Regions from separate parts of the Mus musculus genome. Here all the other regions are linked to region 1. Evidence: chromatin contacts called from public promoter capture Hi-C data. All regions are on one chromosome and are shown on one strand. Each heading gives the region's core, a stretch centred on a gene start, on an enhancer-like site or on the middle of the called end of the contact. The rest is flanking DNA. Distances are from core to core; before and after follow the strand shown.

What was found. Promoter capture Hi-C pulls out the DNA fragments that hold promoters and counts their contacts.
Region 2: a contact with region 1 is called in a promoter capture Hi-C map of embryonic stem cells, with 7 times the contacts expected there. The contact joins the promoter of H2az2 here to the promoter of Selenom in region 1. A contact is called at or near these places in 4 of 39 promoter capture datasets (embryonic stem cells, hippocampal neurons and liver).
Region 3: a contact with region 1 is called in a promoter capture Hi-C map of liver, with 6 times the contacts expected there. The contact joins the promoter of Ppia here to the promoter of Selenom in region 1. A contact is called at or near these places in 3 of 39 promoter capture datasets (embryonic stem cells, hippocampal neurons and liver).
Region 4: a contact with region 1 is called in a promoter capture Hi-C map of embryonic stem cells, with 5 times the contacts expected there. The contact joins the promoter of Ogdh here to the promoter of Selenom in region 1. A contact is called at or near these places in 3 of 39 promoter capture datasets (the SN4741 cell line, embryonic stem cells and liver) and 1 of 9 other capture datasets (liver).
Region 5: a contact with region 1 is called in a promoter capture Hi-C map of liver, with 3 times the contacts expected there. The contact joins the promoter of Ddx56 here to the promoter of Selenom in region 1. A contact is called at or near these places in 3 of 39 promoter capture datasets (the C10 cell line and liver).
Region 6: a promoter capture Hi-C map of hippocampal neurons shows a contact between it and region 1, with 4 times the contacts expected there. The contact joins the promoter of Myl7 here to the promoter of Selenom in region 1. A contact is called at or near these places in 2 of 39 promoter capture datasets (embryonic stem cells and hippocampal neurons), 1 of 115 datasets of contacts at active chromatin or transcription factors (the HL-1 cell line) and 1 of 9 other capture datasets (liver).
Region 7: a promoter capture Hi-C map of liver shows a contact between it and region 1, with 7 times the contacts expected there. The contact joins the promoter of Aebp1 here to the promoter of Selenom in region 1. A contact is called at or near these places in 2 of 39 promoter capture datasets (embryonic stem cells and liver).

Annotation. Positions count from the first base shown.
Region 1 is chr11:3,512,750-3,517,107 of GRCm38.p6, forward strand. Selenom (selenoprotein M) reads left to right here and starts at 1,935. Exons shown (of 5, transcript NM_053267.3): 1 at 1,935-2,324; 2 at 3,512-3,547; 3 at 3,737-3,771; 4 at 4,093-4,171; 5 at 4,253-4,358. The coding sequence starts at 2,196.
Region 2 is chr11:6,441,912-6,446,269 of GRCm38.p6, forward strand. H2az2 (H2A.Z histone variant 2) reads right to left here and starts at 2,532. Exons shown (of 5, transcript NM_029938.1): 1 at 2,426-2,532. The coding sequence starts at 2,428. It also overlaps the pseudogene Gm11970.
Region 3 is chr11:6,413,685-6,418,042 of GRCm38.p6, forward strand. Ppia (peptidylprolyl isomerase A) reads left to right here and starts at 2,183. Exons shown (of 5, transcript NM_008907.2): 1 at 2,183-2,295. The coding sequence starts at 2,227.
Region 4 is chr11:6,289,343-6,293,700 of GRCm38.p6, forward strand. Ogdh (oxoglutarate (alpha-ketoglutarate) dehydrogenase (lipoamide)) reads left to right here and starts at 2,255. Exons shown (of 23, transcript NM_010956.4): 1 at 2,255-2,351. It overlaps Gm46270 (predicted gene, 46270), which reads right to left and starts at 2,921. Exons shown (of 1, transcript NR_168687.1): 1 at 475-2,921.
Region 5 is chr11:6,265,247-6,269,604 of GRCm38.p6, forward strand. It overlaps Ddx56 (DEAD box helicase 56), which reads right to left and starts at 2,483. Exons shown (of 14, transcript NM_026538.3): 1 at 2,414-2,483; 2 at 2,172-2,333; 3 at 1,565-1,725; 4 at 1,266-1,436; 5 at 1,070-1,160; 6 at 266-510. The coding sequence starts at 2,473.
Region 6 is chr11:5,896,789-5,901,146 of GRCm38.p6, forward strand. It overlaps Myl7 (myosin, light polypeptide 7, regulatory), which reads right to left and starts at 1,994. Exons shown (of 7, transcript NM_022879.2): 1 at 1,973-1,994; 2 at 1,638-1,751; 3 at 1,372-1,447; 4 at 1,044-1,148; 5 at 532-610; 6 at 338-386. The coding sequence starts at 1,975. It overlaps Gck (glucokinase), which reads right to left. Exons shown (of 10, transcript NM_001287386.1): 10 at 4,032-4,358.
Region 7 is chr11:5,859,455-5,863,812 of GRCm38.p6, forward strand. Aebp1 (AE binding protein 1) reads left to right here and starts at 2,412. Exons shown (of 21, transcript NM_009636.3): 1 at 2,412-2,944. The coding sequence starts at 2,698.

The sequences.
Region 1 (4,358 bases), core at 685-3,184:
TTTCCTCGCCAACTTGCTTCTTGGTCATGTTTGTGCAGGAATAGAAGCCCTGACTAAGACAATGTCCATGGAGATTTTGCTTGCAAGCATGTCTGAACAGTACATGCATTCCCCCGGTGCTTGTAGAGGCCAGGAGAAGGCATCAGATTCCCTAGAATGAGAACTACAGACAGTTGTTAGCTTCCATGTGGGTGCTAAGAATCAAACGTGGGCCCCCTGGAAGAACAACCGGTCCTCTTAACTGCTGAGCCATCTTTCCAGCCCCTCTGAGGATGGCTTTGAATTCTGATCCTCGTGCCCTGTCTCTTAAGGGCCAGGATTACAGGCTTGTATTATCATGGCTGGCTTTTCACACTGGTGTAGGAATCCAGACTCAGTCTTCATGCTTATACAACAATTGATTCTACATGTTAAGTTATCTCACCAATATTTTTATATTTGTTTATTTATTCATTTGTGTGTGTCTGTCTGTCTGTCTGTGAGTGCTTGATATTAGAAACATGCGACGGTCAGAGGACAATCTGTGGGAGTCTCTTCTTTCCTTTTGTCATGGGTTCTGGGACTTGAACTTAGGGCATCAGACTTGGCAGCAAGTGCCTATAGTCATGGAACTATCTGCTGATGGTTCTCCCCGCCCCATTTTTAATGCGCATTTTAAAAGTGGTGGAATAAGCCCAGAAAGGTAAAAATACCTTGGATCACAAGCAGCGTTGGCTCAGTGTTGACAAGGTTCTCTGAATCCTGTGGGAAAGGGCACAGCGTGTTCTTGCTGTCTGCCAGGGATTGGTTCCAGGGCACACTTCCATACCAAAACTCGAAATATGAGGATGCTCAAATCCATAGATAAAATGGCTTAGTATTTTCCTAAAGCCCGTGTGGCCTGATCTTGTACTTTCTATCATTTCTAGATAATTTATAACACCTAATACAATACAGATGCTATAAATAGTTGTAATGCTCTATTGGTTGGAATAACAACAAGAAAAGAGTCTGTACATGTTCAGTACAGAGGCAGTTTTTACTTCCTAATATTTCCAACTTGAGACTGGTTAAATCCAGGGTGACAAAAAACTGATTGTACTTGCTGTGTCTGCTGAAGGCATGAGGACATGGAGTGCCACCTGTTTCCTCCTTGGTCCAGGGAGATGATCCACAGAGGTGTTTGGGGCTCAAATCCAGATCTATGAATTGGCCTATTTTACATTTCTGAAACAGTTCCTAATCTGCAAAACGGAGTTCATTGCTGGAGGGGGCCGTTGTGATGAGGAAGGGGAAGAGCTAATAATGGAAGGTAACACAGCCAGAGTCTGTCCTAATCACCCTGCCCTCAGGAGGTTGAGTGAAGAGTATTGCTTTGAGTTCAAGGACAGTAGGAGATTGGTGTGTACCATCTCTGACCAGATACTGTTCTAATGAGATGCATTGTGTATATTAACCCTCCCAGCCTTTTCTAGGTAAAAAAGGATAGGTAGTATTCCTTTGTAAGAATTTATATTTATTATTATTATTATATGTGTGTGTGCACCGCGTGTGCCTGTACAGGCACGGACATGCCATGGTGAGCGGTTGGGGACGCCTGTGGAGGACAGAGCACAACTTGTGGGAATTGCTGTTTTTCTTTCACTTTTTTTTAGGTTTCAGGGATAAAACTCAGGAGTCAGGCTGTCATAACAAGCGCTTTTACCCTCTGAGCTTTCTTGAGCGGGGCGTAGGTAATGGTCCTCGCTTACAACGTGTGCTTTGGGGAATTGAAGCTTTGATCGGAATTTCGTTCAAAGACATCAAAAGCGTATAAAGGAGATCTCCTAGGTTCCTGCTTCCTTATCTTAACTCTCTGACCCAGAAATCCTTGTGTCCATCTGCGAACCTCCTGCGCCCTCTGGTGACGCGAAGTAGTGCTGTCTCCTGGCATCCTGCGGGAGCGTTTCACACTTAGTGGGCAAATGCAATATGGAGATTGTGAGAACTGGGAACATGAAGTCTGGAGGACCAGAGAGTAGCTGAGACAGGGATGGGGGTTAGTGGGAGGCAACCACCCGATTTGGGTGGGATGTCAGTGGGGCTGTTTCTAGCTCTGGGGGCGTGGTTTATGGCTGGGCGGAGCTTTTGGCTTGGGCGGGGCCAGCTTGCGGGCCAGACGTGGCGCAGCGGCCGAGTTTGGGTGCAGCCTGCGGAACGTCTCCTGCCAGGCACAGATGAGCATCCTACTGTCGCCGCCGTCGCTGCTGCTGCTTCTTGCAGCCCTTGTGGCTCCAGCCACCTCCACCACCAACTACCGACCGGATTGGAACCGTCTTCGAGGCCTGGCCAGGGGGCGGGTGGAGGTGAGTGCGCCTTTTCCCAACCTTAGTACGACAGTTCCACAACCTTGCTGCCCCTTATCCCAAGAATATAGTCCGGCCTCAGGAATACCAGAATTCCCGAAACACCCCCCCCCCCTTTCCCTCCTGCACGGCCCGGGAATCATTCCTTTTATTTCCCAGCCGCATGATGAACAGCATCTACTGTGGAAGTAAGAAGTCTCGTCCTTGTGGCCTGGCACTCTGAACCCTTGCCTCTGCTCCAGGCTTGGCCCTACCGTGGGTCTCTGGCTATAATTTTTTGAAAACTGGCCCCTTAGAACCCACCTTCTCTAAGGATAACCTCACCTTTCCCCATTATTTCTCCCCCCACCCAGACTTAGTGCCTGGCATTCCAGAATCTCTTTTCTTCTGGTGGGGAGAAAAGACCTAAGCTCCTCCCCTCACTGTACTCTGCTGGAGCTGGAGGAGAGGATAGGGAAATGAGATACCAACAGTCCACAGCCACCCTGGACCACCACCACCTGCCGGCCAAAGGACTCCCCTGGAGTCTTCCTAAGTGATTCCTATGTTTGCAGACTCTTCATGGGCCTTAGCTGGTTTATTTTTAATTTAAAAAAAAATTAACAAAAGGAAGTGTAAGGGAGGCCTGAAATAGGGAGGTCTGGACTTCCTGTTGGGCTGCGGCCTCCCATCAGGAATAGAGAAGGACCATCCATACTCCCAAGTTAGGGAAGATCAGCCAGATGGTTCCTGAAGCTGAACCACAGGTGGCTGGCAGGGCTGCCTCTGCATGGGGTGGGGTAGGGACCAGATGGCAGGTGCCTCTAACAGGGCCCTTAGGGTAGTTCTGAGCTGTTCCCTTCTAGTCTGACTTTCGTCTCAAGGGCCAAAGGCCAGGGTTAGAATTCTACCGACAACAGGGAGAATGCCGTAACCCATGTCTCCTGGGCATTGGTCAGCTATCAATAACATGCAGACAGGGACCCATGGCTGGTTTCTCTCCCTCATTCTTTACCTGTGGCTCTAGGCCTGAGCTTCCCAACCTGTACAGAGGTCTTCTTGCTCACAGGACTTTACTGCCACACCTTGATGCTTCTCTTTACGCTCACTGCCTGACCCAATTCAGTGTAAAGGACGGCATAGTCTTGGCTGTATAGCTAGCCTGTGAAGGACTCCTGGTTTATTATCCCATTTCTCTCTCTCTCCAGACCTGTGGAGGATGACAGTTGAATCGCCTAAAGGAGGTGAGTTTGAAGGAAGGGAGTCCCTCTTAGGGAATAAGGAGCACTGGTCACTGACTGGGGGCCTGGTGGGAATCCCTGTACTGTGAGGCAGGAGACTGGACCTGTCTTGGTATATGACCTGACTGGGCCTCATCGTCCATGTCTATAGGGTCTGAGGCCCTGTGCTCTAATGCTATGGTTCCTCCCCAGGTGAAGGCCTTTGTCACCGAGGACATTCAACTGTAGTATCCTTTTCCTGTTGTGGGGGGAGGGGATAGGGAAGGCACCTGGGAGAAGCCTCGATATTTTTCAAAGATAGAAAATGATGTTCGTCTACCAAAGAGGCTGATATTAACTCTTCGGAGGATTCTGAGGAAGTCTAGAATTAAGGAGGGAAGAGAGCTTACTAGTGGAGAGAAGGGCCCTTTATTTCTTTGAACCCTAATCTCACAGTGATGAGGATTGGGTCCCCACCTAGGCTTCTTGTAAGTGATCAGCTAAAGGGTGGGGGGGGTCACATCTCTCTGCCTCTGCTCCCCCTCCCACCTCTTTAACATCTCCTGCAGCCACAACCTGGTGATGAAGCACCTCCCTGGGGCAGACCCCGAACTCGTGCTGTTAAGCCGAAATTACCAGGAACTAGAGGTGAGGCATTGGCGGGGGGTGGGGTGGGGGTGGGCTCCAGGACAGTGGCTAAGTGCTGATCCCGCCCTTTCTCCATCTTAGCGAATCCCACTCAGCCAAATGACCCGGGACGAGATCAATGCGCTGGTACAGGAGCTCGGCTTCTACCGCAAGTCGGCGCCGGAAGCTCAGGTGCCCCCCGAGTACC
Region 2 (4,358 bases), core at 1,282-3,781, 2.9 Mb after region 1:
TTCTTTTAACTTTACATGTAAAATAGTTGATGACTTAGAAATAGAAACAGAAAATGGAGATGGCTCATCCTGTAGAAGTGATTGGCACTAACCTGACCATCTCAGCTGGATCTCTGAGACTCATGTGTGGATGAGAACAGACTTTGGCAAGTTGTCCTCTAACTCCCATAAGCCCACCCATGTATATACATAATAAATACATACTTTAAAAAGTGAAACAATACAAAATTACTTATCCTAGTAATTCTGTTAGACTGGGCTAAGCTTCTCGGTTAAAAAAAAAATTTATACACGGGAAAAGGAGGGCACTGAACTATATTTTCACTCCTAAAAACCTGAAAAACTTCCTATTACTCTAATAGACACACTTTTACTTATCAATTTAAAACATCTTTTGTTTTGTTTTGGTTTTTCGAGACAGGATTTCTCTGTGTAGCCCTGGCTATCCTGGAACTCACTCTGTAGACCAGGCTGACCTCAAACTCAGAAATCCGCCTGCCTCTGCCTCCCAAGTGCTGGGATTAAAGTTAAAACATCTTTACCAAGGACAACCAATGCATGAAGGATTTTTCATTTTACGTTAATGCTTATGTACTTTTAAATGGATACTTGAAAACATATCACTAGAATTTATGAGAAAGAAAAAAAACCAAGGGCTATGAAAAATCAACTGTTTGAGCAAATTCATTTACAAAGAAATAACCTATGCTGCTTGTCAGAGCACTTCCTCATGATCACCACAGAACAACTAACTACAAATGACACAAGTTTTCTAGTTCAAAGTCTGAGAATTTTACAGTCTAAACTTGGAGACTTTCCATTAGCCAATCTATTTATAGTTGATCTATTAAATGCCTCAGATGTCATGGTCAACAATGAGACAAACTATTATTATCTACAGTATGAGAAATGATAGCCTGGGGTTGATTTTTAACTTTTAAGCAAGAAGCACCTGTTGAAAGTACCTGTCAAGCCGGGCGTGGTGGCGCACACCTTTAATCCTGGGAGGCAGAGGCAGGCAGATTTCTGAGTTCGAGGCCAGCCTGGTCTACAAAGTGAGTTCCAGGACAGCCAGGGCTATATACAGAGAAACCCTGTCTCGAAAAACCAAAAACCGAAAAAAAAAAAAAAAGAAAGAAAGAAAAAGAAAAAAAAAAAAAACCCAAAAATAAAGTACCTATCATGTGAAAATGTAGATGAAACACAAAGTAATAAAACTGATGTTACAATGGATTTAGTAATAGATTTGCTCAGGAAACATTGGCCCAAGTGAAATTTAGCTAAAGGTGGACCGCCTCTCAAACCCCTCGAAGATAAGCAGTATGCTAAGCAGGCCTGCAAATTAAAAACATGGAACTTAGGATGTTAGGAGACAACTGTTCACCAGGATGGGCCACCCAATCAGACTCATTCCCGTGACAAAGGAGACAGAACTGATCTATGACCAGCAGTTAGGCCCAGATAAAGATAAACCAGCTTGTAATTCTGCAAGGTAGGTATGATGACCCTCGGTAATAACTTTGAAAAAGAACAGTGGCATACTTAAAAATACTCCTAGCCATATGTAGTAATATGTATAAATCTATCCACTTCAGCGGTCAGACTTGCAATCTCCTGTCTCTGCTTAAATTGTTCAAAGTGTAACCTGGGACCTCAAAAGAGATGTCAGGATAACAGAGTCTGTGGAATGCACACATCTAAAATGTACATAAATTAGTAAGCTCTTCAGTTGGAGGCAGGCTCTTGCTTGAGTCTTAGCCCAGCCAGACAAGCGTCAAAGAAAAGATAAAGAGCTTTTCCTTAACTAATCTCTAAGTGCATGCAGAGAGTCCTTCTTGGGAAGGCTTACTATTTCTATAACAGCGAAAGCATATTTCAAGCAGGATACCGACAGAAATATAATTCCAAAAAGAGAGCGTCACTCCCCTTAATCTTGGTGAAACACATAGGTCTCGATTGGTTTTAGGACTTTCCCCTCAATTTCAGAATGGGGCTAAAGTTTTACTCACTTTCTTTCTTTAGAAGTCACTTTCAACTAGATCTAAACTACAGAATGAAAAGATACTTTAAGATGAAGCCAAGTAAATAAACTTCTATTCCAAAGAATAACCGGCAAGCCGCTGACGAGGCGAGCGGTTCTGGTGGGCAGGATCAGAACTCCTCCGATCCTCAGCGGGGGGCATTACGTAACCCTGAGCCGAAGCCTCAGAACTCGCAGGGCTACAGCCGGACCTCCTCTGTGCGGCGCAGCACCCGCCCCCCTGCTTCTGCCTCCCGCGTCCGGCGCGCCCCCCCAACCCCCGGCGGAGTCCGGAACAGCGGGCACTCCGGCTCCGAAGCGCGACACCGCCCACTCCCGATCCCCCAGGTGGAGCAGCCGTCCGGGGCTTCTGCGCGCCCACTCCACGCGCGACCCCGCACTCACCATGGTCTCGGCCGCGCGACGCCCACTGCAGCCCCGCGCCGCCGCCGCCGCCGCTCTCGCAGTCGGACCGCCGCAGCCAGAGCGGGACAATGCCCGGGGCCCGCCTCGCGCCGCCTCCACCAATAGCCGCTCACGTTGTTCGTTTGAACCTCGGCGGCCGGCCAATTGTACGCTTCCTTCTAGCCATAACTCCGCCCTCCCGGTGCCGCCTCCCTAACCGCTGTTTGTTTTTTGCACACGGCCCTTGGAGGTGGGCCCTCCGACCAAACATTGACACTCTCTCCGCCGCTCTCCTTGCGCGGACTTCTGATGAACAGAAGAATGAACCAATGAGAGAGGAGGAAAGCCAATGAAAACATTGTCGGCCGCACGGGGGCGGGAGGCTGGGAACAACAGCTCGGTGAACCAATAGACTGGAGCGATTCGGCACAGCTGTGCCTTTCCCGCCCATTTCAGAGCCCGCCAGGACTTCTTTGCTTTGTTTTTCTTCAATTGCAACAAGTTTAAGGGGAACGTTTAGGTAGCACAGGGTCAAATGTCTAAAGTAGAGTTACCTTTGTGCAAAAGCTATTGTGAAAATTTAGGAATAAGTGTATATCGTAGTCCGCACCTAGTTAAATTCTCTAGCTATCGCCAACCCATTCACACAACTTTAAAAGGTTTTATTATTTTTGTGATCATCAATGAGCCCGGGAGATTTGGGAGAGCCACATCCATTTCTCAGCTAGAGAAACGCACTTAGGTGAATGTAGTCATTTGCATACAGCCTTCATCAGAAGTCTTAGACTTTGTTCTGGTTCCAGCTTCAAAGCTTAATTTTTTTCCCATTAGGAAGCACAGACCAGTTGTAGGAGTTAGTTGTGAGCAAAATAGTTTTCTACGGTTTTTGTTGTTGTTTGTTTGTTGTTGTATTGAGACTTCGTTCTTGTGGTAGGATTTTTCCAAGCCATTGTTTTAGAAATTTATCTCCAGCTAGACAATACCTGTCTCAAAATTTGAATTGTTTCTTTTGACAGGGACTATAGCTCTGAGATCAACCTCCATCAGAAGAAGCAACTTGGAGCAGGTCTTTATGAAAAAATAATTTTAATGCTAAACGAGGAAGGGATGAACTTCTAAATGAATTATTCATTTAAATATATGGACAAGTACTTGAGGGGAGTGGGTGGGGTGGGGTGGGGTGACGTCTTTGATCCGAGCACTCAGGAGGCAGAGGCAGGTGGATTTTTGCGTTCCAGGCCAGCCTGGTCTACAAAGCAAGTTCCAAGACAGCCAGGACTACACAAAGAAACCCTTTCTCAAAAACAAACAAACATGGGGCTGGAGCGGTGGTTCAGTGGTTCACTGACTGCTTGTCCAGAGGTCCTGAGTTCAATTCTCAACAACATGGTGGCTCACAACCATCTGTAATTGGGTCTGTTGCCCTCTTCTGGTGTGTCTGGAGTATAGCAAGTGTATACACACACACACATAATCTTTTAAAAAAAGATATGAAGATATGGACAACTGTGAGTGGAATGAATGGAATAATGTGTTCAGATAACAGAACCCTGTGTTCAAGTTTGGAATCAGTTCCCCAGGCAATACTGTAATCAAATGATAATGGTCTTACCAGTGTACCAACCATTATACTTCTAAGTATTGAATTCCCTACATTTTCTGACCCCTGCTCACCTTGTCTTTTATCACTTCCCCCTAACACCTTAAACTCCACTCTCCCTTTGCACACCTTTTTGCCTTTTCTTAAAGCAGTCCTCTTGCCTTGCCTCACTTAAGCATCCTTTAAGAGTAAACACAGCTAGATCCGGTAGGACACACCTGTAATCTTAGCACTTAAAGACTGAAGTGAGCTCTTTCCGAGCTGCTAGCTCTCCTGCGAACATGGTGAACGTGCCTAAGACCTGCCGGACATTCTGCAAGAAATGTGCAAAGC
Region 3 (4,358 bases), core at 933-3,432, 2.9 Mb after region 1:
GAAGACTGTCTAGCTTGCCTGGAGTCCTGGGTTCTAGTCTTAGCATTGGATAAACTGGGTATGCTGGCTCATATCTGCAATCCTAGTCCACAGATTTATTCGTTTGTGTGCGTTCACATTTATTTACTTATGTATTTACATTAAAAAAGGATTTATTTATTTATTATATGTAAGTACATTGTAGCTGTCTTCAGACACCCCAGAAGAGAGCATCAGATCTCATTATGGACGGTTGTGAGCCACCATGTGGTTGCCGGGATTTGAACTCGGGACCTTCGGAAGAGCCAGTCAGTGCTCTTAATTGCTGAGCCATCTCTCCAGCCCCATGTATTTACATTTATTTACTTGTGTGTATGTGTGTGAGTGTGGGCACATGTACAACTTAAAGACTTTTTTGCAAGTTGGATTTTTTTTTAACATTTAGTGTGTGTGTGTGTGTGTGTGTGTGTGCGTGCGTGTGTGCATGTGGAGGTCAAAGGACTACTTGTGGGAGTCTGTCCTCTCTTTCTACCATGTGAGTGCCAGAGGCCGTATTCGAGTCATCTTGTCCCCTCTGAGGTCTCTCTGGTATTCATCTTGCTTTGAGGCAAGGTCTCTCTTGTGACTTCTGTCGGTCTCCTCTGATTCCCAACCTTTAGAGTGCTGGCATCACAGATGTGAGCCACTTCATCTGGCCTTTTCCCCAGTTCCTGGGCCCTGTATTGCAAGCACTTTTACCTGCTAAGCCATCTTGCTGGCTCAACGGAGGGACAGCAGAACATATCAGCAAATTATATGTCAGGTAAGAAATTAAACCCAGAATATGCAAAGAACTCCTAAAATGCAAACTATAACCAAAACAATCAGTTAGTTAAAAATAAAGGCAAGTGCTCTTAACCATGGGGCCTTCTCCCCATCCCTGTCTCTACCTTATCCACTATACTGACTCAGTCTTGCCTAGACTGTCTAACCAGTCAGTCTCCATTGCCTCCAGGCCTGGACTTACAGACTCCTCCCAATGGCCTGGCTTTTACATAGGTGCTGGGGATCCAAACGCAGGTAGGTCCTTGAGCTTGTCCTGCAAGCACTTAACAGTTTTGAGAAAAGCAGGTTTACATGATGCTATATGCACAAAGCACACTGGTACAGAATTTTCCAGTTTGGCAAATCAAAACTCTTTGTAGTTCAACCTAATGTGCTTTTGGTCTGATTCATCCAAATAAGGCATGGCCAGACCCACATTCCTGAGGTTCTGTGTCTAAAGGCCTTACAGCTCGGGAGCCAACTCCAGCAGACGCTATGGTGAAGGGTCTTCCACAGCACCGACTTTCCCATACTCAGGCTTTGTTTATGAGGCAGGGCCTCACACTTACAGCTCAGGCTGTATGGAACTCACTATCCTCCTGTCTCCATCTACCTAGAGGTGGGATTTACAGGCGTGTGAAGCCTTTGAGAGCACGCCTTAGGCCACATGAGGAAATGAGAAGACCTTGGGGTATTGGGGGTCGGGGAGAAAAAAATTACAGGTAGACTCTGACCAGGATCGTGTTTAAATAGCTTCCTCCTGGAGAAAACACAAGATATATTTGGAAAGTAGGACATTTAAAAAGTATTTCATAATCTTTAAAATGAGGGGGCTGCTTGTGCCCGTTCCCCAGAGTTTAAGAAAACGGAGGCGCTCACAGGGACCTATCAGGAAGCGGTTGCCATTGCACAATGACGGTGTGGGTCCTGGATCTAGGCCCAGGGATGCCTGCCTGTTCGAGTTTCCGCAGAGAGGGCAGCGCCTCAGGACCCCGCCCGACCTTGAAGGGCCGCTCGACCTTGAGGACCATGTTTGCCTCAGTTACTTGCTCTGTGCAATGGGAAGATACGCGGTACCACTGGGGAAGACCAGGGGCCCCGACGCGTTCCTAAGGACAGCCAGATTGCGTGGCCACCCTCCCTAACTGCCCTCGGACTCTTCCCCCACCGACCGCGCCGCAACCATCTAGTAGGAGCCCGCGGGCGGGAACCTGCCTCTGCGCGCTACAGCGCACGCGCGCCTCGCGCCCCGCCCCACCCGCGCCCGCGCCCGCCCATAGGCCTGTCGCGCCGTCACTCCGTTTGGAAAGCAGTTGTGATTGATCCAGGTCCGGGCGCGCGACTCGGTGGTGGGCGGGGCCCGAACCGGGTATAAAGGAAGCCGCGGCGAGGCTCGTGCCGCTTTGCAGACGCCACTGTCGCTTTTCGCCGCTTGCTGCAGCCATGGTCAACCCCACCGTGTTCTTCGACATCACGGCCGATGACGAGCCCTTGGGCCGCGTCTCCTTCGAGGTCGGGTGGGCAGTGGTGCTCCAGGGTGGGGTCCCGGGAGCTGTGGAGGGGGAGGCTCTCTCGGGCGCGGCCCGACCCTCCGGTGGAGCGAGCGCGGGTGGCGGCGCCATTTCCTGACGAGGGGCCATTTTGGGAGGCTGGCGAGGCGCGGGGAGGCTGGGCGGGCTGCGGACAAAGCCGGGCGGGGCGCGGCCGTTGGGGGAGGGGGCCGTCCCCGCCCGTCCCGGCCTCCCCGCAGGCGCACGTGGCTGCGTCCTGTGGGGCCCCGCGAGGCCGGGCGCACGTGCTCCGCGCCTCTCCCTTCTCCCAGCCGTTGGGCCCCGCCCTGCTCCGCTGCGGCGCTGCAGCCCCGCGGGCCTCTTCCCAGCCTGCTTTCCGGAGCCCCACAGCCTTTTACTCGGATCTGAGCAGGGACCCTGCCTAAGGTCTCAGGGGCGAAGGCTCGGAGAGCCCGGACGTGCTCGTTAGCCCGGTTAAACCTAGTGGTTTCCTAAACCTAGTGGTTCCTACGAAGAATATAAAATAATCGTTTTATAGCAGACTTGAGTGTGAATTGAACCTTTGGCCATTTGGTCCGAAGTAGCCACATTTGGTTAGGGAGGCTCAAAATACCCCTCCGCGTCCCCCACCCCCGAGCGGAAACGAGAAAGGCTTGGCTTTTGCTGGTGCCCAAGGACCGCCTCCTGTCGCAGTGATGGCGCAGCGGGGGAGGCGCTCTGAACCCCTCCCTATTACCCTCAGTGAGACAGGCATGTTATGACTGGCCACGCTGCAGTTTGCATTGACCAAAGTGGATTGCCAGTAGTTACCTACTTAATTAGTTCTGGAGGTTAAGTGGCTGCTTAAAGATCAGTTAGTAATTAGAGTACCCTAAACAATTGGCGTTTTTCTTTTACAAAATTAAATATTCAGCCGGGCGTGGTGGCGCACGCCTTTAATCCCAGCACCCGGGAGGCAGAGGCAGGCGGATTTCTGAGTTCGAGGCCACGCTGGTCTACAGTGTGAGTTCCAGGACAGCCAGGGCTATACAGAGAAACCCTGTCTCGAAAAAAACAAAAAACCCCAAAATTAAATATTATTGTTAGCCTCAGTACTAGCCCTTAGGCCATAGTGGAATATGTTACTTAGTGTCTGTACTGTTAAACTCCAGAAGCTATCATTGGTGAGTTTTTAACTCAAAAGCTAGATCTCCCGATTGCCCGCCTGCCACAGTGCTGGGTACACATAGTAGGTAGGCACATAAAAAGAGCACTAGGTTCTAATTAGCCCTCACCCAGCATGTATCTAGTCAAGAGCTGATAATTGACAAGGACTCTTGTGGAAACTTGGCCTAAGCTTAGCCTGGGTAGGATAGTATCAGGTTAACCAGAGCTTAATGGGAATGAGATGAGCCCATAGGTGAAAATAGAGGTGGAGCTGCCAAGAAAGGCTTTGAAGTCATAATTTGATGAAAAAAAATGTGGACTTGGAAAGCTGTTAAGCTGTGAGAAAAAAAAAACAGTCCAAAGGAGTCACATATTTAACTACTTAAACCATAAATGTATTCCTCCAAGAGAAGTGTAGATGCTGCAACTGATGAGTTGTGGTTTTCAACTAGCTATGAAAGGGCATGTAGATATTGAAGTGTTGGAATCCTCTACAGTCCTCTACAATTAGGTTAGGAGCCACTCACCTGATGCTTAAAGCTATGCTGACAGGTTGAAGGTGGTAGCATTTTCATTGCCAGAAACTAACAGTTTATTTGCCTAATCATGCATTGTGTGACAGTGCTTTGAGAATTTGATTTTAGGTTTCAACATGAAGTTAGGAGTGATGGTATGCTTTTGAGAAGCCTCAAGTCTATTCAGAAGTAGGTGTGATGTATTAAAAGCTCTTGAGTCATGCTTAAGGAGTCTGTCACTATTTTAAGTAATGACTAGTTCCAGATTTCCTTCATATTTTTTGGTTCTCAACCCTGTAGAATCTTAAAGCTGATAGGTGTGATTTCTTACTAGGAATTGAACGTTATTACCAAAGTGGTGTTCTGAGAATGAATTTGACTCACAAGTCCCTAAAGCTAAAGA
Region 4 (4,358 bases), core at 1,005-3,504, 2.8 Mb after region 1:
CAATCTACAGATCAGGCTGGCCTCGAACTCAGATCCACCTGTCCCTGCCTCTTGAGTACTGAGATTAAAGGCATTGGAAACAATTGCTTGGCCAGGTCAAATTTTAGTAGGATTCTCTTGAGTGGTCCTTTTTTTTTTTTAAAATTAATTAATTAATTTATTTATTTTTTGAAACAGTGTTTCTCTGCAGCCCTGGCTGTCCTGGAACTCACCTTGTAGACCAGGTTGGCCTCGAACTCAGAAATCCGCCTGCCTCTGTCTCCTGAGTGATGGGATTAAAGGCGCCACCACACCTGGCACAAGTGGTCCTTTTTTGACTATTTCTGGGCTGAGGCTATAACACAAAGAAAGCCTTTTGTATAGGCCTAGTAAAGCAGGATTCCTTAGCACTCAATATCAGCCAGTATTACAGTGTGGGCTATAAGACCCTTAGCTATAGCCGGGAGTGGTGGCGCACGCATTTAATCTGAGCACTTGGGAGGCAGAGCCTGGTCAACAGAGTAAGTTCCAGGACAGCCAGTGCTACACAGAAAAACTCTGTCTCAAAAAAACACACAAACAAACAAACAAAAAAGGCCCTTAGCCATAAAGACTTGACACATCTCTGTAACTTTTTTTTTAAAGATATTTTATGTTTATCAGTAGTACACTGTTGCTGTCTTCAGACACACCAGAAGAGGGTATTGGATCCCATTACAGATGGTTGTGAGCCATCATGTGGTTGCTGGGAATTGAACTCAGGACCTCTGGAAGTCAGTGCTCTTAACTGCTGAGTCATCTCTCCAGCCCCTCTATAACTCTTTATGCAATCTGGATAGAGGGATTTGAGTACCTAGGCCACATTTAAGCTGCAATAGCAAGTTCTAACTGTGGGCTGAGGAATCTTGGCTTCTTAGCCCTTAGGCTTCTTAGGACGATATACCCCAGGTCCATGGGAGGACAACTCACGTGTACCATTGCTGATGCTTCTGCCCTTGTACTGTGGCCTATCACTGCTACCAAAGCTTGAAGAGCTTCTGGCATACTTGTGACTACTTGTGACTTCTATTTCAGTAGAGCAAAAGGACTCTCCAGCCAGCTCATCCAGCACTGGTGCCATTTGCCATACATAGCAAGGATAAACTGACAGTCTGTATTGCTGTCCATCAAAAACTACTCTGCTAAAAAAGAGAAACAAGCGGAGAGTTAAAGGCCATGAGCATGAAGCTGGGCATGGGACTTATAGCTATAGTCCTAGCACCTGGTATATGCAGGTAAAAGAAACAGAGCAAGGTCAGCCTACATTATGAAATTGAATCCAGCCTCAGCTACATGCCATTGTCTCAAACAACAACAACAAAAGACATGAGTATGAAATGAACCACTCTCCTTTTTGAGACCTGATCCAACTGTGTAGCCCAGGCTGCCCACAAGAACTCTATGTAGCCCATCTTGACCTCCCAATTGGTCAGTTTTTCTCTGTTCTGAAATTGCAGGTGTGTGCTGCAAAATCTGGCTGAATATTTTTGTTAGTTTTTTATTTTGTTTCCCAAGACAGGGTTTCTCTATGTGGCCCTGAAACTCTCTCTGTAGACCAGGCTGACCTCAAACTCAGAGATGAGCCTGCCTCTGCTTCTGAGTGCTCTGCTTTAAGGTGTGCACTCACACAGCCAGGCTCTGGCTTAACATTTTGACACGGGGAACATTTCATATTAGTGAAGTGTAACAGGTTAACTAGTGGATTTTGTCTGTTTAGAGCAGGCTCTGGAGCCAGGAAGATCCAGGGGGACCCCAGCACAGCTTCCTGTCAGAATACTAGCAGGAACACCCAAGTCGCATGACAACCAAGTCACATTAGACCTCGCTAACTAATCTTCATAAGGACTGCTGCAAAACAAGTGTTCAAAATAGTCACTCATGTTATTCAAATTATTTTGTGCAGGGATACATTTTACCAACCCAACTATTATTTAGGGCAGCTTGTTTTGGATACAAAGCCCGTGGGCCTCAAAGTCGCAGCGCTCCTGCTTCGGCCCGCCAAACGCTTCAATTATCAGACGGCATCCCACGCCCTGAATGTACCAGGTTCTTAACAAGCTTCGGAAGCGTCTCCCGTGTAACTGCTAATGACAGCCGAAAGACAGTGAGCAACAGGCTGGCTTTGGCCAGATGCAAAGTTCTGCATTGGCGCGAAGCCCGAGCGAGCGACTGAAACCCAATTCTGTGACGTCACGTCACGCCCACAGCCTGTCTTGCAGGCCGCTCCTCTGGGGCCGGGCTACGCGTTGACGCCACACGCCGGGGCGGGGCTGAGAGTTTGGAGCCCGGAGTGGTGTCGGCGCTTCACTCGGGTGGAGCTGAACGGGAGACAGGTAACCTTGTGCGGCAGACGGGCTCCGTCCAGGGCTGGGAGGCTCGGCGCTTGACACCCGGAGCTCGCGGCCGAGGGTGAGGCCTATGCGTCCTTGCTTCCGGAGTGCCTGAGTGACGGGCGTGAAGCCGGACAGAGCCGGGCTGGCGGAGGGCGGCGATGGTGGGCGGGGGACGAGACCTGACGGACAGACGTTATAGCCAATGGCGTGGCAGGGTCCTCCAGGCGGGCGGAGATTGGCGGACGCGGACTTGCGCCGGGGGTCGGGGGGCCGAGCGCTATTGGCTCTGGCGGCGGAGCCGCGAAGGTGGCGGGCTAGGGAGTAGGTGGCCTGGCGGCCCGGGAGAGCCCCAAGGTCGCGGCGTGTCACGTGGACCGGTCGCTCCCTCTGGCCCGCGCGCGTTCTTTTGTCCTGCGTGCGCTGACCCCAGCAGGCCGCCGTCCTTGTGTTCGCCGTGCCCGGACACGGCGCTGACCTTGGTGCCTGCGGCAGCCCCACCTGCCGGTATGAGGTAAACCAGGCTGTCGGCCAAGGTGACACTGGTTTCCCTAGAAACACCATCCACGCACCGCTTTCCTCGCGAGAGTGTGTGACAGATGTGAGTTATACCCAGAGTGACTGGGAAGCCTGCTACTGTGCCCTCGCATGAGTTACCAGATCATGTTTCTTTTGCCCACCGAGCAGTGTGCCAGTCTCTGAAGTGACAGGTTCGGCAAGAATCCTCACGTGGATACCATGTAAAGACAGGAGAGCGGAGTGTAGGGCATTTGAGTATCTACACGGTGAAGGAGCAGGGTGAGGTGTGGAAAAGGGATTAAAGGTAATGAGAAGTGACGGGCTAGGTGTTGTGCGCATGCGTAACTCAACTTCCTGACTGTAAGATCAGAAAATGGCGGCGTTAAGCATCATTGGAGGGTGGAGTTTTAGATCCTTGACGTCAAAAGGTCACTCAAGGAACACCTCTACAGGCCCAAGTGGGGTCAGTGGGGTCAACCTGTATTCGATGGAGGTCTCTACGTCCGTAAGTGTTATCTGTATATAGTGAAGCTATTGCGAATGTGCAACTGGTCTTCATCACCCTAAGTAGAAGCGTGTAACTAAAAATAGAAGTAAAAATTTCCCCCAGCTTTTCTGTGGATTTCATTGCCCTTACAGGCCCTACTTGTGTCTGTGTATCCTGTGCTCTGACATTGAGCAGAGGACACCGTTGGAGTTCCTCTGTTTGTCTGATCCTCTAGCCTTGCCCTTGAAGGTGGAACCAGGTAGATTAGTAGGTGGCGTTAGGAAAGTGACACTATAATTGTCTTTTTCTCTTTTTCTATCCTTGTCATTTTGTATCACATACTATGCAGCTTTCTTTCTTTTTTTTTTTTTAATTTAAAAGGTTACATTTATTTGTAGGTAGGGAGATGTGCACACGTGACAGTGCTTGTGTAGATGTCACGGGGCAACTTGTGAGCGCTGGTTCTCATCTTTCATCTTTCTAGGGGTTGACCACAGGTGATCAGGTTTGGTGACACTGGTCCAATTTGCAGGCCCCTACTTTCTTTCTTGGTATATACACATTTAGTCTTGCTTATCTCTAAGGCAGATTGATCTTCTCATTATTTATGTGCCTTTCAGTTGCTGGTAATTGCCTTTTCTGTGCCGTTTATTTTATTAAATAATAATGGGGCTATTCTTGGAAATATGATTAATATTTCCATGAAATGTGTGTTTTCAACCTGACTTTCAGTGTTGCTGTCTTGGAAATGATAGTCTTGTAGACCAGCACATACTTTATTCTGTTTTATCTACCTGTCTATTGGGCTTCTCCTGATGATGTGTTAGGATTTATAGTGATGTGTTAAAATTTTAATCTTCCATGTTGCTAATTTTTTTCTAATGTCATTTTTCTTTCTGCTGGCTTCCTTTGGGTTCCTTTAGCATAGTTGCTGGAATGAGGCTCCCAGCTGGTTGTGGTTGGAGTAGAGGTAGAAATGAAGCTCCTGCTTTGTATTTTGGGAC
Region 5 (4,358 bases), core at 1,233-3,732, 2.8 Mb after region 1:
GTTGAGTGCTTACTTAGCAAGAACAAGGCTCTGGGCTCAATCCCTCACACTGCAAAGAGGCGGGAGGAGAAGAAATAAGACCAGCTGTGTGAGGCAGCCCACAAATTTAATCTCAGCACTTAGAAATCTGAGGACTGCTCTAAATTCAAGGCTAACTTGGACTACAAATACAGCATAACCCATCTCGTAAAAGGGGAAAGAACCAACTGGGTTCTCCTTCCATGTTTCTTCTCAGCTTATCTTTATCAAGACAGACACAGCGGACCTGGAGCGCAGTGGGAGTTCTCCGTTGAGCACGCAGGAAGGAATGCTGAACTGTTCCAGGAAAAGACGGAGCCGGTAACCCCTCTCTAGAGTGTTGACAAAGAGCAAGGCTTTGCCCCGAATCAGTGACAGCTTGAGCAGGGCATACAGCAGCAAGAACTTGTCCTCTTCTGTCTCACAGACCACCTGAAATTGCTGGAGCTGGTCTGGCCCCGGCAGCTGGGACTCCTGTAACTTGAGGGTAACCTAGGAAGAGGACAGACCTGTGATCAGGAAAGAGAAGTGGTTCTGTGGACACTGCCTCACTAACCAAAGCAACTACATTAGTGCAGGATAGAACATGTCTTTAAGGGTTTTTGGTGTGTGAGCCACTGCCCCATCCCCCACCCCACCTCAGGGCTGTAACCTAAGAACTCAAAAGTACCCTAACTATTGTGGTATTAGAAACAAACTATACATACAGCATCAGTGTACAGCACAAAGACAAACATTGGGAGTAGACAGGATACAGAATAGAAGCCTGCACAATGGCTGGAAGTAGAAGACTGAAATGTACACAAGGGGAACTCTGGTCTTAGAATTTGGCTCCCTTTGGAAACGTGACCCCAAGTGACTTCCAAGCAAAGCACAGTTTGGACTAGGGAAAGCTATAAATATATAATGACTTCAAGTGACTTCCTTTCAGTGATTAAGAATTAGGAAAGACATACCTAACAAAAATAGTCCCCCCGCAAGCGCCAGAAGTTTCCTGAGAAGGATCAACAAGTTCAGAGACTTGGGTCTCAGTCCCAGATGCTCCACTTACCGGGTTATGCAGTACCAGCTCCTTCAGAGTTTGTACATCCTCATTGAAAGTGGCCGACATGAGAAAAGCCTGGTAAATCCGAGGCAAGTGACTGAAAGAAAGAACAGGGCTTGATCAGGCTCCAGCCCACCCATTCCACTCCAGTCCCAAGTCCAGACCCTTGCAGGTCTAGGAGCCACTTCTGTTTCTTCCTTACCAGAGAAGACTCTTGAGTTCATCCTCAAAGCCAAAGGAAAAAAGAAGGTCAGCTTCATCTACCACCAGCAGCTCTAGGGAGTCCCGGAGTTTCAAGGTGTTCTGCTGCAAGTGGCTTAACACTCGGGATGGGGTTCCCACCACCACATCTGGCTTCTCCATCAACACAGCTCTGCAGGTGGCAAGGATTTAGCAGCCAGACCCTCGCCCTGGCAGACCTGCCCAGGCTAGCCACTCACACCACCAAGGGCACACACTTGCAAAGCGTTCTCCCTTTGGAGGCCTGCAGGTTTCACCCACCTCTGAGAAGCTGAGTCTTCTGCAGCTGAGACGTTAGCCACTCGCACATCCCGAGCACAGTAGGCAGCCAGTTGCTGGATCATGGCCTGGGCCTGCCGTGCCAGCTCCTTGGTAGGAACAAGAACAAGGCCTCTCACAGCCTGCTCCATTACAGGACCTGTCTGTAAGAACACCAATTCAAGACCGTTCAAAGTACTGGGTCCGCCCAAACAGTCAGAACCATGTACTGCAACACAACCACCTAGCTGTGTCCTGATAAACTCTTAATTCTGCCCACCTCACAGCACAGGGGGCAGAGCTTTCCCAGGCACTCAAATTTAGAACTTGCTGAAATCACTTAACGTACTACGGAGCTGATGAGTCCCCCTCTAGATAAAAGGTTACTCAAAATTACAACAGGATGGCGGTCGTGGCACCAAGGCCCGGGTTGAGAGCCAAGTAACCTGAACTCCAGCTCAGAGATTAAGCTGCAAATTGACCAAGTTCTCTATGGGCCGCCTAACACTGACACAGGACCTATAGGAGGAACCTTGGCACAGTCGGGCACTTCATTCCCTATTCTTTTGGAGCGTCCTGCCTCATACTCACTGCTCCTCTCGCTACCCACCGCCTTCTTGTGGAGAAGCGACTGAAGCATCGGAATAGCATAAGCTGCGGTCTTCCCGGAGCCTGTGCGGGCGCGGGCCAGGAGGTCCTTCCCCTCCAGCGCCAGAGGAATGGCCTTTTCCTGGATCAACGTAGGTCGCGACCAGCCCAAATCGGTGACAGCCTAAGAAGGAAGAGGACGCAGCTCAAGCGGCGTGGAGTACAGCGGCACACCGGGTAGCAGCTCCACAGCCTACCCCATACCTGCAGGAGCCGGGGATCCAGGCCCATGTGTTCAAAACCCAGCGCTTCTTGGTCCTCCATGGCGTGACTCCACGCTGTCAGTGCGCACGCGTAGGGCGGGACAAACCAACAACTAATCAGCTCTGGAAGGTACGTCACTTCCTGGAAGTACTTTCTCCTGGGTGTCCGACGTTGCTACCAATTTGTGCTGGCTCTGCGCAGGAGCGTTCCGCAATGCTGTCCCTTGAACGCCCTCCGAATTGTGGATGCCTCTTCTCTGGCGCCTCAGCCTTCCCTGACCCACAGAGTGACGTGGGCAGGGCTTTGCTAGGTTATGGTTGGGATCGACCGCGTTTTGGCTAAAGGGAGGCAGCCGCCACTTAGGCACATGCGCAAAGGAATTAGGGTTCTGTGGGTAACCAGAGGCAAATCTCACTGGGCAGAAATCGCGGCACAAGTTGCTAACCTAAGATAAATGTTAAATCAGGCCTTCAGCTACTATGAAGATTTTCACAAATACTGCCAACACGCGGTGCAATCCTTAACAGCTCTTAGAAGAAGAGCCAAGTTGACTCGAACCCTTCCTGGGACCATCTTTCCCAGAAAACGAAAATCAGACTTTGTTACACATGTTAATAAGGCCCATTCTTTGAGAATTCCTTACCAGGGAATGTCCTTAGGACTTTTTCTTCTGTTTTTGTTTTTTTTTTGTTTTTTTTTTTTTGTTTGTTTGTTTGTTTTTTTCAAGACAGGGTTTCTCTGTGTGGCCCTGGCTGTCCTGGAACTCACTCTGTAGACCAGGCTGGCTTCAAACTCAGAAATCCGCCTGCCTCTGCCTCCCAAATGCTGAGATTAAAGGCATGTGCCATCACTGCCTGGGGAAGATTGATTGATTGGTTTTTTTGAGACATGGCCTCATTATGTAGTGGCTGGCCTGGAACTTGGTAGGTAGACCAGACTGGTTTGACTCAGCCTCCCTAGTGCTGGAATTAAAGGCATGCACTACCACCCTTCCTTGGGACCTCTTAAAACACCTAAAGCCAAAAAAGTGTCAGTTGACCTTAGGCCCATTTCTTCTGGGCGCTGTAACTATTGTTAGGGCAATAACAGAAAAGAGATTGGTGGGGACTAAAAACATTTACCAACAGGGTCTTATAGTGACCACCTATTAAGAAAGGGAAAGCCCTCCTGATAACAGGAGGGGCTGAGCTGAAGGAAAAGACCAATAAAAGGGGTCATTAAGTGGGCAACAGGATCAATGTAGAGCACTTCCCTAGCGTGCATGATGCCTTAGAGTCTCAATCAGCAGCAAAGGAGAGGAAAAGGGGGAGACTTAAGGTGGGGCTAGAAGCCTAACTGCAAAACGCTGGACTCTGGCACCTGTGACTGCAGTGAGCTCAAACTGATGATCTAGATCAGTGCTTCTCAACCTTCCCAATGCTGCTACCCTTTAATACAGTTCCTCACGTTGAAGTGACCCCCATCCAGAACATCATTTTTACTATTTCACAACTGTAATTTTGCTACTCTTATGAATCATGATGTAAATGTGTCTTTTCTGCTGGTCTTAGGTGGACCCTGTGAATGGGTTATTTGACCCCTAAAGGGGTCATGGCCTACAAGTTGAGAATGACTGATCTAGACTAACTCCCTACTTTAAAGTTATCTGGTCAGCAATCTTGGCCATGCTGAATGGCATTCACAAGTTTCAGGAGTTAGGATGGAAATACCTTTGAGGCAGTCATTTTCCTACCTACCATATCCCTCACATACACGACTGAATCTGGCCATAACTGAATGCTGCCAGAAATCTGTTTGTTTCCAAGGTGGGGATAGGGGGTGTGGTGGAAAGGAATCAACAGGAAAGAAACTTGCTTGTTCAGAGCTTGGTGCTCCAATGTGTTTATTGTGGACAAACCCATCGATGCCTGGCCTGGCCTTTTCTAGCCTCTCGCTCTCTCAGGTC
Region 6 (4,358 bases), core at 744-3,243, 2.4 Mb after region 1:
GGGACAGCAGAGATGTCACCCTATGATACCCTGTCCCAACAGCTGTGCTTCCGGACTCAGCCTTTTCAACCCCAAACTGCAGTCTGCTGGATTTTCCTGTTTCTGAACAGATTAGGAAACAGGCCCAATGGGGAAGGGGCCAAAGGGCTCACCACATAGATAAACCCACCCTCTTGGGAGTCTGCGTCCTCCCTTTTGGGTTTTAACAGAGCCTATATCTCTTCTCAGAAGATCCTGTTATCCATTTGGCTCCCACCAACACAGCCCTGTGGGGGGCGTGAGGGGGGGGGCAGCGGGTCATGACAGGAACAGGAGTTGGTGGGTCTGGGTGTCTCACCTCAGCAGGAGAGAACTTGTCTGCCTGGGTCATGAGAAGCTGCTTGAACCTGAGGAGAGAGAATGCCTGAGCTGGGAGTGCGAGGCTGGGGCCCAGGGTAGAGCTGCTCACCTGCCTGAGGCGCACAAAGAACCTCACCACCTTCTGGGTTTCCCCATGGCGCCCGCCCTGGGGCATGAAAGGGCCTCACTTACTCTTCCTTGTTCACCACCCCCTGGCCGCTGGGGTCGAACATGCGGAAGGCACTCAGGATGGCTTCCTCGGGGTCCGTCCCTGGAGGGGGGGGCGGGGCGAGGCAGCCAAGTGAACTCTCAGATCCCCTGCCGCGAGGCCCCACCCAGGATGAACTTGGAGTACAAGGGAGCTTCTTTGTACTGGGGCCTGAAGGGCTCCGGCTATACCGAGTGAATAAAGGTGGGGTGGGGTAGATTGGAGGGTGCAGAAGAGACTTGAGTCGGAATTCAGAGTGTTTCTTGGGCATCAAAGGGGTTGGCAGGCCCGGCTGGGAAGTCAAAACTGTGATTAGGAAGTGGATATTTCCTGAACCCAAGCCAGTTCAGGCGCTCCACATCCTCTGCGTTGGCCCTGGGCAGGCAGGGTGCACAGGTTTCAGGGGAGTTAGGTTGAGCCTCACGTGGGGCTCCCGGGTCAGGTGAGGTCGGGTTTGCGCTGTGGCTAAGGAGACTCAGACCTCCTGCCAACTCACCATTGAGCTTCTCCCCGAAGAGTGTGAGGAAGACGGTGAAGTTGATGGGACCCTTCCCTTCCTGCAGCATGGCGTCCAGCTCTTCCTCCGGAACACTTACCCTCCCTAGGAGAGTAGGTCTTGAGGTGACCCAGGCCGCCCTCCCGGGCTTCCCAGGCAGTGAGGGCAGAGGCAGGGGCAGCTCTAGCTGTGTGGCAGGTGGGGGAGGGGGATTCCTGCCTGAATGAGGCTAAGTAGGAGAGAAAGGGCGGGGCACTGTCCTCTCTCGGAGCAAGTGCCTGAGGTGAACAAGCCGGGTCCCTGGGAGGTTGCTCCTGGACCCACTCACCGAGCTGGGAATAGGTCTCCTTCAGGTCTGATTTGCAGATGATCCCATCCCTGTTCTGGTCAATGCAGCTGAAGGCCTGTGAGGAGATGGCCTGCAGGTGGGAGCTGCTCACCCCATCTCTTCCAGGGATGGCGGGTAAGGGAGAGTCTCGGGTAGTATGAGCGAGGTTGGAGGCAGGAGCACTGACCCTCAGAGGAGAGCCGTGTGCATGGGGTATGAAGTGGCTCCCCGGATCGGGGAGAGGCTGTTTGGGATAGGCTACTCACTTCCTTGAATTCCTGAATCTGGGCTTGTTCGAACATTGAGAAGACATTAGAAGAGCCACGTTGTGCCTGCTTGGTGGCTGCAGCCTTGCCTCGGGTCCCAGCCTTCCTACTGGCCTGTAATACTGATGATCAGAGGGGTCCTCTCTCCAGTTCTCCAAAGACCTCCTCCCTACCTCATGTAGTCTCGTGGGAGTGCCAGGGAGAGGTGCCTTTCCCCACCCGAGATCACTTCCCTGAGCCCAGCACAGGCACACAAGTCCCTGGCTCTGTCCCAGGGCAGCTCAGAGACTAGCACCTGGGTGTGGCTGGTCTCTTGTTCCCCACCCAGCACTCACCATGATCTGTGGCGGTCTGACTGAGTGATCGTGCCACCCAGCTCTTTATGTCTCAGCCTTATCACCCAGAGGCCCAAATAAGGAGAGGAATGGATGATTGGGCTAAACTTGGAAGCCCCCGCTGGTGGAGAAAGACAGGGCTCCACATAGATCCTATTCACACTCCTGGTAACCTTCAGGCCCCCAAGTGTAACATCCTAGGATCCACCCATCCATCTCTTGTGACCAGGCTCCATGTCTTCCCTGGTCAGAGACGCTCCAAACGTGTGCTAGTCCAGGTCATGGTGGTGTGATTCCCTGTGATGCCTGCATCTGACCGTCCTCTCACCTGACTAGTGCTGTCTATACTCTGGGCTTGGGAAGCAGTACATGATTCTGAGAATGGTCTCTGGCCTGAATCCCCTGGGTCAGATAAAACCCCTGAGTTCTGGCCTGCTGGCCATCTGACAATGGACAGACAGCAGTTCTAACCAGGCTGTGAGCCCCACAGGACCATTGGCTTGATTTGGGGGTAACTCAGGATTGGAGTGACCGAATGCTGCTCTCCCTACATTCAGACATGCGCTCTTCACTCGGCCTGTCCTGCTGAGACGCGCGTACCCACCCTATACGGAATCTTGTGTTTCTTAAGCTCCATCTCAACTCTACCCTCCTCCTCCAAATTCTCTCTGACGTTCCCAACTGAGAGCTGTAGCCTTCTCCTGGGCACCCAGCTTGCTCCACATCTGGAATCCAGAAACCCTGGCACGTGGCAGGCCTACATGATGCTGTTTCACAGGAAAAGTTTTGGGTTCTTATGAAACTGGCCCACAAAGACCATCTCATGTTTCTGAATTTGGGACCAAGGGGCTTTGGTTGCAAGCAGCAGCCGTCAACTTTTGAGGACCTTAGTGTGGCAGAGGAGTCAGAGAAGCTGGACAGCTTAGGGGAGATCATGAGTAGGTCTCTGACTAGGTTCAGTGTTCATCCTCACCCCAATGTGGCTATGCAAGGTGAGTTAGGATATGGGCACTATCTCCTGTTAGGACTCAAGTCCCACTCCATCCTCTTTTATTTTGAGATAGGGTCGGCTATGTAGCCAAGGCTAGCCTGGAACTCACGATGTTTCCCAGGCTGGTGCTGGGATTACAAGTCTGTACCACACACAACTCCAAGGCCTCCTTTTGTATGAATATTTTATAACACCCTCCTAACTACCTGAAAACAAAGTTCAATCATTCAAGTTGGATGTATAAAGAGAGACAAAACAAAACAAACAAACAAACCAGCACAATGCCTCAGATCCCAGTATGTACGAAAAGATGAAAGACTGAAAATCTGTTCCAATGTGTGAGTGTGCCAATATGAGTGTTGTACTCTGTTAATGCAAATGCTCGTGTTGGTTCAAGAAAGTGAAGCCGATAGAAGCAATTCTACACGAGAATTACCAGAAAACAGCAAGATTTCAAGAAAAATGTGACTTTCCCACAGAACCACCAATTTGGGATTTTTTTTCTGAAGCAGAGAACAGAGTAAGCCTTTGACTCCCTGGGTTCCCAGTGAGAGATAAATGTGCATTAAACGCATACAAGTCCGTTCACCTGAAGGCATATTCATGCTGCATAGAAAAGCATTAGGTAGATTCCATCTACCAGAGCCTCTGGAGGGACCTTAGAAACTGTTTAATAGCTCCTAGCCTTGGCCCATATTGCTTCCTCCCTGGTTCTGAGATAGAATGTTGCTGAGACCATCCTAGAGCTGGACCAACCCCTCCCCTCCTCAGAGTGGCAGCTAGCCTGGCATCCTAGCCTCTATCTTTCACATGTTGCAAGGGCAGCTGGGGGTGGGGGTGGGGTCTGGGCCCAGCAGGGGCTATTCAGTACCCCTAGTGTCCCCATGCCTCCACATTCCTATTCCTATAGCCTACCTCTCACAGGCCCCTGGGTATAGTGTCTGGAGGACACAGCAAATTGAGACATGGCCGAGTTTAGGGAGTGTCTGTGTATATCAGTGACGTTTCTCTGTATGCTTTCACCACCATCAGTATGCACAGAGGCCAAAGAACAATCAGCAGGCCATGTTTAAGTAGTTTTAAATATTTAATTAAAAACTCCCCCATGGTTCCAAGCTGGTGTGGAGAGGGCGGCATGGCATCTGGGAAACCTGACAGGGATGAGGGACAGAGGGACCTGGGTGGTTTCCTGGAGAGATGCTGTGGGTGGCTTGCTTCTCTTCCCGGATCACTGATGTGAGTGTTGAAGCTGCCATCCTGCTAACAGTGCAGAGTGAGGCGCTCCCCTTCAGGTCCCCTAGAGCAAGGACTCTGGGCCTCTATCCTCTGGCATCTCCTAGGAGGGTTCATCCCAGAACTGTAAGCCACTCAGGGGTGGAGGTATATGAAGGAGAC
Region 7 (4,358 bases), core at 1,162-3,661, 2.3 Mb after region 1:
TCCCTATGGAGGTAGCACTTACAGAAGATGCTTGTTCCAAACCTTCAGGGGTACAAACTACACAGATATACTGAAGGACAGGAGGCTGGGGCCTCCCCCCACCCCCAACAGCCACTGTTCTCTCAGGAGCTCTGCTTCTGCTCTGCAGCATTGAAAACAAAACTGAAGGACACCTTCCTTCTCTCAGGCCAGCCCAGTGCTGTTGTGTGATCCCTCGGGAAGACTCTAACGCATTCACAGGGACAACAGGAGTTGGGAGGGAGAGGAGTTACAGAACTTTCCAGCAGGACCTCAGGAGAACGCCTGGACACGGACAGGAACCCCCAACCCCTCAGGGACCCCCTTGGACCCTTTGAGTGCTCCTGATCATGGAAGCCACCAGCCTCCCGATTCCTCAGCTGTGGCCTTGGCAGTGCCCTCTGGACATTTGACTTAAACGCTATGCTCTTCAGCAGAGTGGAGAGCTCTCCTCACAGGCTCTGGCTTCTGGTTGTCCTCTTGCCCCAGCGCTGTGGGCCCAGGTTAGAAAGACTTCCTGAGGACGGGCTCCCTCGGGAGGATCCCCAGCGTAGCACTGTGCTCCCACGCACCTTTCCGGATTTTCTGTGTGGAGGCCTCAACCCCTCAGGCCTCCTGGGCCCAGCTCCTCTGCTCGAATTCCTGTCCGTGACTCATTGAGGCTCAGGAAAAGGCTTTCTAGACCTTAGGTTTCTTTGTTTTCCATTTTTGAAATGGCTTCTGTTTTCCCTGGCAGAGAATATCCAACCCAAATTCAGTCCAAGTATGACCCATGCCTAGGGAAGTGACATCCATGTCCCCTCATGCACCCTGTGGCATACCCAGCATGACACACTGGACCAGACTGGGGGCACGGAAGCCAATTCCCAGAACTGACTTTGAGCACAATGATTCAGAGGGTGACCATGAGTGAGACTTGCTTTACTCTTGCTCTGCGACCAGGTTGAAGTCTCTCATGGGGAGGCCTAGCTGTGAGAGGATTGTCCCGGGATGGGGGAGGGGGAGCAAAGTGGATGAGGACCAACAGCCTGTGGGATGCAAGGGCTGATCGTGTGTGCTAGGCACAGCACAAAGTGGTCCATTTAGCCGGGCAGTGGTGGTGCACACCTTTAATCCCAGCACTTGGGAGGCAGCAGCAGGTGGGTTTCTGAGTTCGAGGCCAGCCTGGTCTACAGAGCAAGTTCCAGGACAGCCAGAGCTACACAGAGAAACTCTGTCTCAAAAAAATCGAATAAACCAGAAAGGTGGTCCATTTAATATGCGTATAGTAAGTTGTGGACACGGAGTTCCCCTGCTGAGTCAGACAGCTAGGAGGGCTAAGATGGGTTAGACCCTCCCCCCCACACACACACACACACTCACACACACATCAGTTCTTGGCATAGTCTCCATGCTTCCTCAAGGAGAGCCAGAAAGGAGACTGCCGGGAGGGGCTTGCCTACTCCCTGAGAGCAGTGGGTTACAGAGCCCAGTACCCGAAAATTTCCCCTTTTTCTCCCTGCTCATGCTGGACAGAGAGGGTGAGGGTGAGGGTGAAAGACTGAGGAGGTGGCATCGTGTTGGTGTTTCTTGACCTGCTTTTTCTTTTTTCTCTTCCAGCTGAGATGTAAACTTTCCCATGTCAATCATCTGGGGGTCGCTATTCTTTTTTATCAGAGTGCCTCCCCACCTTGGTTGAAAGCTGCCTGCCACTGCCCTGGACCTATGGCTGCTACAAGCCCACGTTCACATCTTTAATCCTTCATGGGTAAATGCTCTGGCATTCCTGGGCTTAGCTATGATGGCCATTATGAGCCAGCCAACGTTTGTATTCTAGAAGCCATAGCTGAAGCTGTTGTAAACAATTTGTTGTTTTAACCGCTTCTGGTCAGAGGAAGGAGAGAAATAGCTATTACTCCACATTGGGACCTGAGCCCTGAGCTCTGAAGTGGGGCTCCTATCTCCATAAGGACAGCAGCTTGCTGAGAACAGCTTTTCACAGCCTTCCTCGCAAAAATTGGCTCCAAAGACCTGGGATGTTGGTGATAACTGGACAAAGGTGACACCTGTGCAAGCACACAGCAGGTGACACTTTGAAGAGCTAACCTCCAGAAAGTGGAAAGGAGGTGATCGCCAGTACCCTCGAGGGCCCTACTCCCTCCCTCCCCTAGCAATCTCCCTGGGCTCAGAGCAAAGGGCACAGCGGGTTAGAGCACAGGTCTCCTTAGACTCCGCACACTCCCTTCCCCATAACTGTTGCATTCTTTTCTCCCAGGCCTTCCTCCCCGCTAGGCGCCCTGCACCCAGACCCTCTAAACTGGGCGCTGACGCTGCTATTAGTCTGGGCTCCGTGCTGCTCCGCCTCCCTCCCCCGCAGCCCCCGGTCCAAGGCCGGCTCCTCCTCCTCCCCCTCCGGAAACCCGAAGCCCCCGCCCCGGCCAGGCCGTCGCAAGCGCTCTGGAGGGCGGTCCGCGTGAGAGCCAGCCACGCGGGGCAGGAGCGCCCAGTTGCTGCCGGAGCTGGGCCCGCCAGAACCTCTCCTGGAGCCCCTTGCTCTCCTTGAATCTCCCTTTCCCACCGCTTTCTGGATACCCTTGACGCCCACGTTCCTCGCGCCCTTTCCCGCCCCTACGCGGGGCGCTGCCCCTGCCACCCAAGTCCCTGCTCAAGCCCGCCCGGCTCCCGCGCGTGCCCAGAGCCATGGCTCCAGTGCGCACCGCATCCCTGCTCTGCGGCCTCCTGGCACTGCTGACGCTGTGCCCTGAGGGGAACCCACAGACGGTGCTGACGGACGACGAGATCGAGGAGTTCCTCGAAGGCTTCCTTTCGGAGTTGGAGACCCAGTCCCCGCCCCGGGAAGACGACGTGGAAGTCCAGCCGCTTCCCGAACCCACCCAGCGTCCCCGCAAATCCAAGGCAGGGGGCAAGCAGCGGGCAGATGTAGAAGGTGAGAACCTGGTGACATGGGTGGCCATGGCATCAAGTGAGCATACAGGGGCTCTGGAGGGTCTAGCCACTTCCCATGCTGCCCCGTGAGGAATGTCTCTCCAAGGCAACGCAAGGCAACACACTGCCAGGCAGCAGTTCTGTCCTGGAGTTTGGAAACCTGGAGGTGTGTGTTCAGCATAGGGTGGCGCTGGGCTTTTGAGGTCGCCCAAGTTGTTCATCCCAGGTCTCAAGAGAGTGTAGGTTTGGACGAGTGGGAAATTGTGATTCGCCTCTCCGAACTGGCCCTAGTCTCTTAGTGGCAAGCTTCAAGCCTAGGCATCTGCTTGCCTCCTCTTCTCCCACAGGAACACAGACAGGGGAGCGGGGTGAGGAAGACTTCCAGGTGAAAGTGGGCAGTCTGAGATGGTCAGAACTAAGCGAGGTGATAGCATCCCGGAGGCATGCAACCCCGAGCCTCTTATGCAATCGTTGTCAGTAAATCTTAGCTGTTTTTCATGGCCCTCTGGAGAGTGGCAACGGATCTTGTGATCTCTCTCCCAGGAGACTGTAAGGCACCATTCATCATTCCTGAGGTCAGCCACTCCCCCTCCGGCCCCCACTGCTGTAGATCTGTCCTGCTCTCCCTACCCTCACCTCCCTGCACACTTTGCCTCCAGCAACCAAGACGTTCTGGACATTGCCAAGTGACCCTGCTCCTGCTGCATGTTTTGCTGTATTCCCTGTGTTTCAGCCAGCTGCCTGTGTGTTTCCCATTCGCCATTAAATTCTCCGCACCCAGCAATTGCAGCTCCTAGGGTGCTAGAAGGGTGGCCCCTGCTACTTGACTTCTCTGAGATGAGCCAGCACGGAGAGAACTACCTACCTGCCTCTCTCTCCCTCTGTCCTTGATAAGGGCCTCCTGTTGGTTTTGAGTTTCAACGGGAACCTTTTGGGACTTCAAGACCTACGGAGTGACTGCCGGCCTGCCTGCCTGCCTTCCTCCCTGGGAAGGAACCAAATCCAGGGCCTTACATACCAGGGGACTGACTGCTCTAGGGCAGATCTACATCCCCAGCCTGACTGTCTCTTTGAAGCTTTTCTTCTCCCTTGAAAGGAGGCTCTTGGAAGGCCAAGCCACAGTCTTTAATTTGCCTGGCTGTTTGCTTGGGTAGCCCTGCTCTTTCAGGTTCTTCCCTGTACCTTCCATGCCTGGCACTGAGCTGTGAGGCATGTGGGTTAGGCAGACATGTGAATTAGGGACTATGAGGACCCCATGGAGGTTTGGACAGACAGAGATGTCTCTCTATATATCATGCCCTGAACTCACTACTTCAGAGCAGCCAAGAGTTGCTGCTGTTCACTCTGGATGTACAGATAGGATGCCTGGACAAGGTTTCTCATTCTATCACTTGGGCAAATGGCTAACCTCAGTT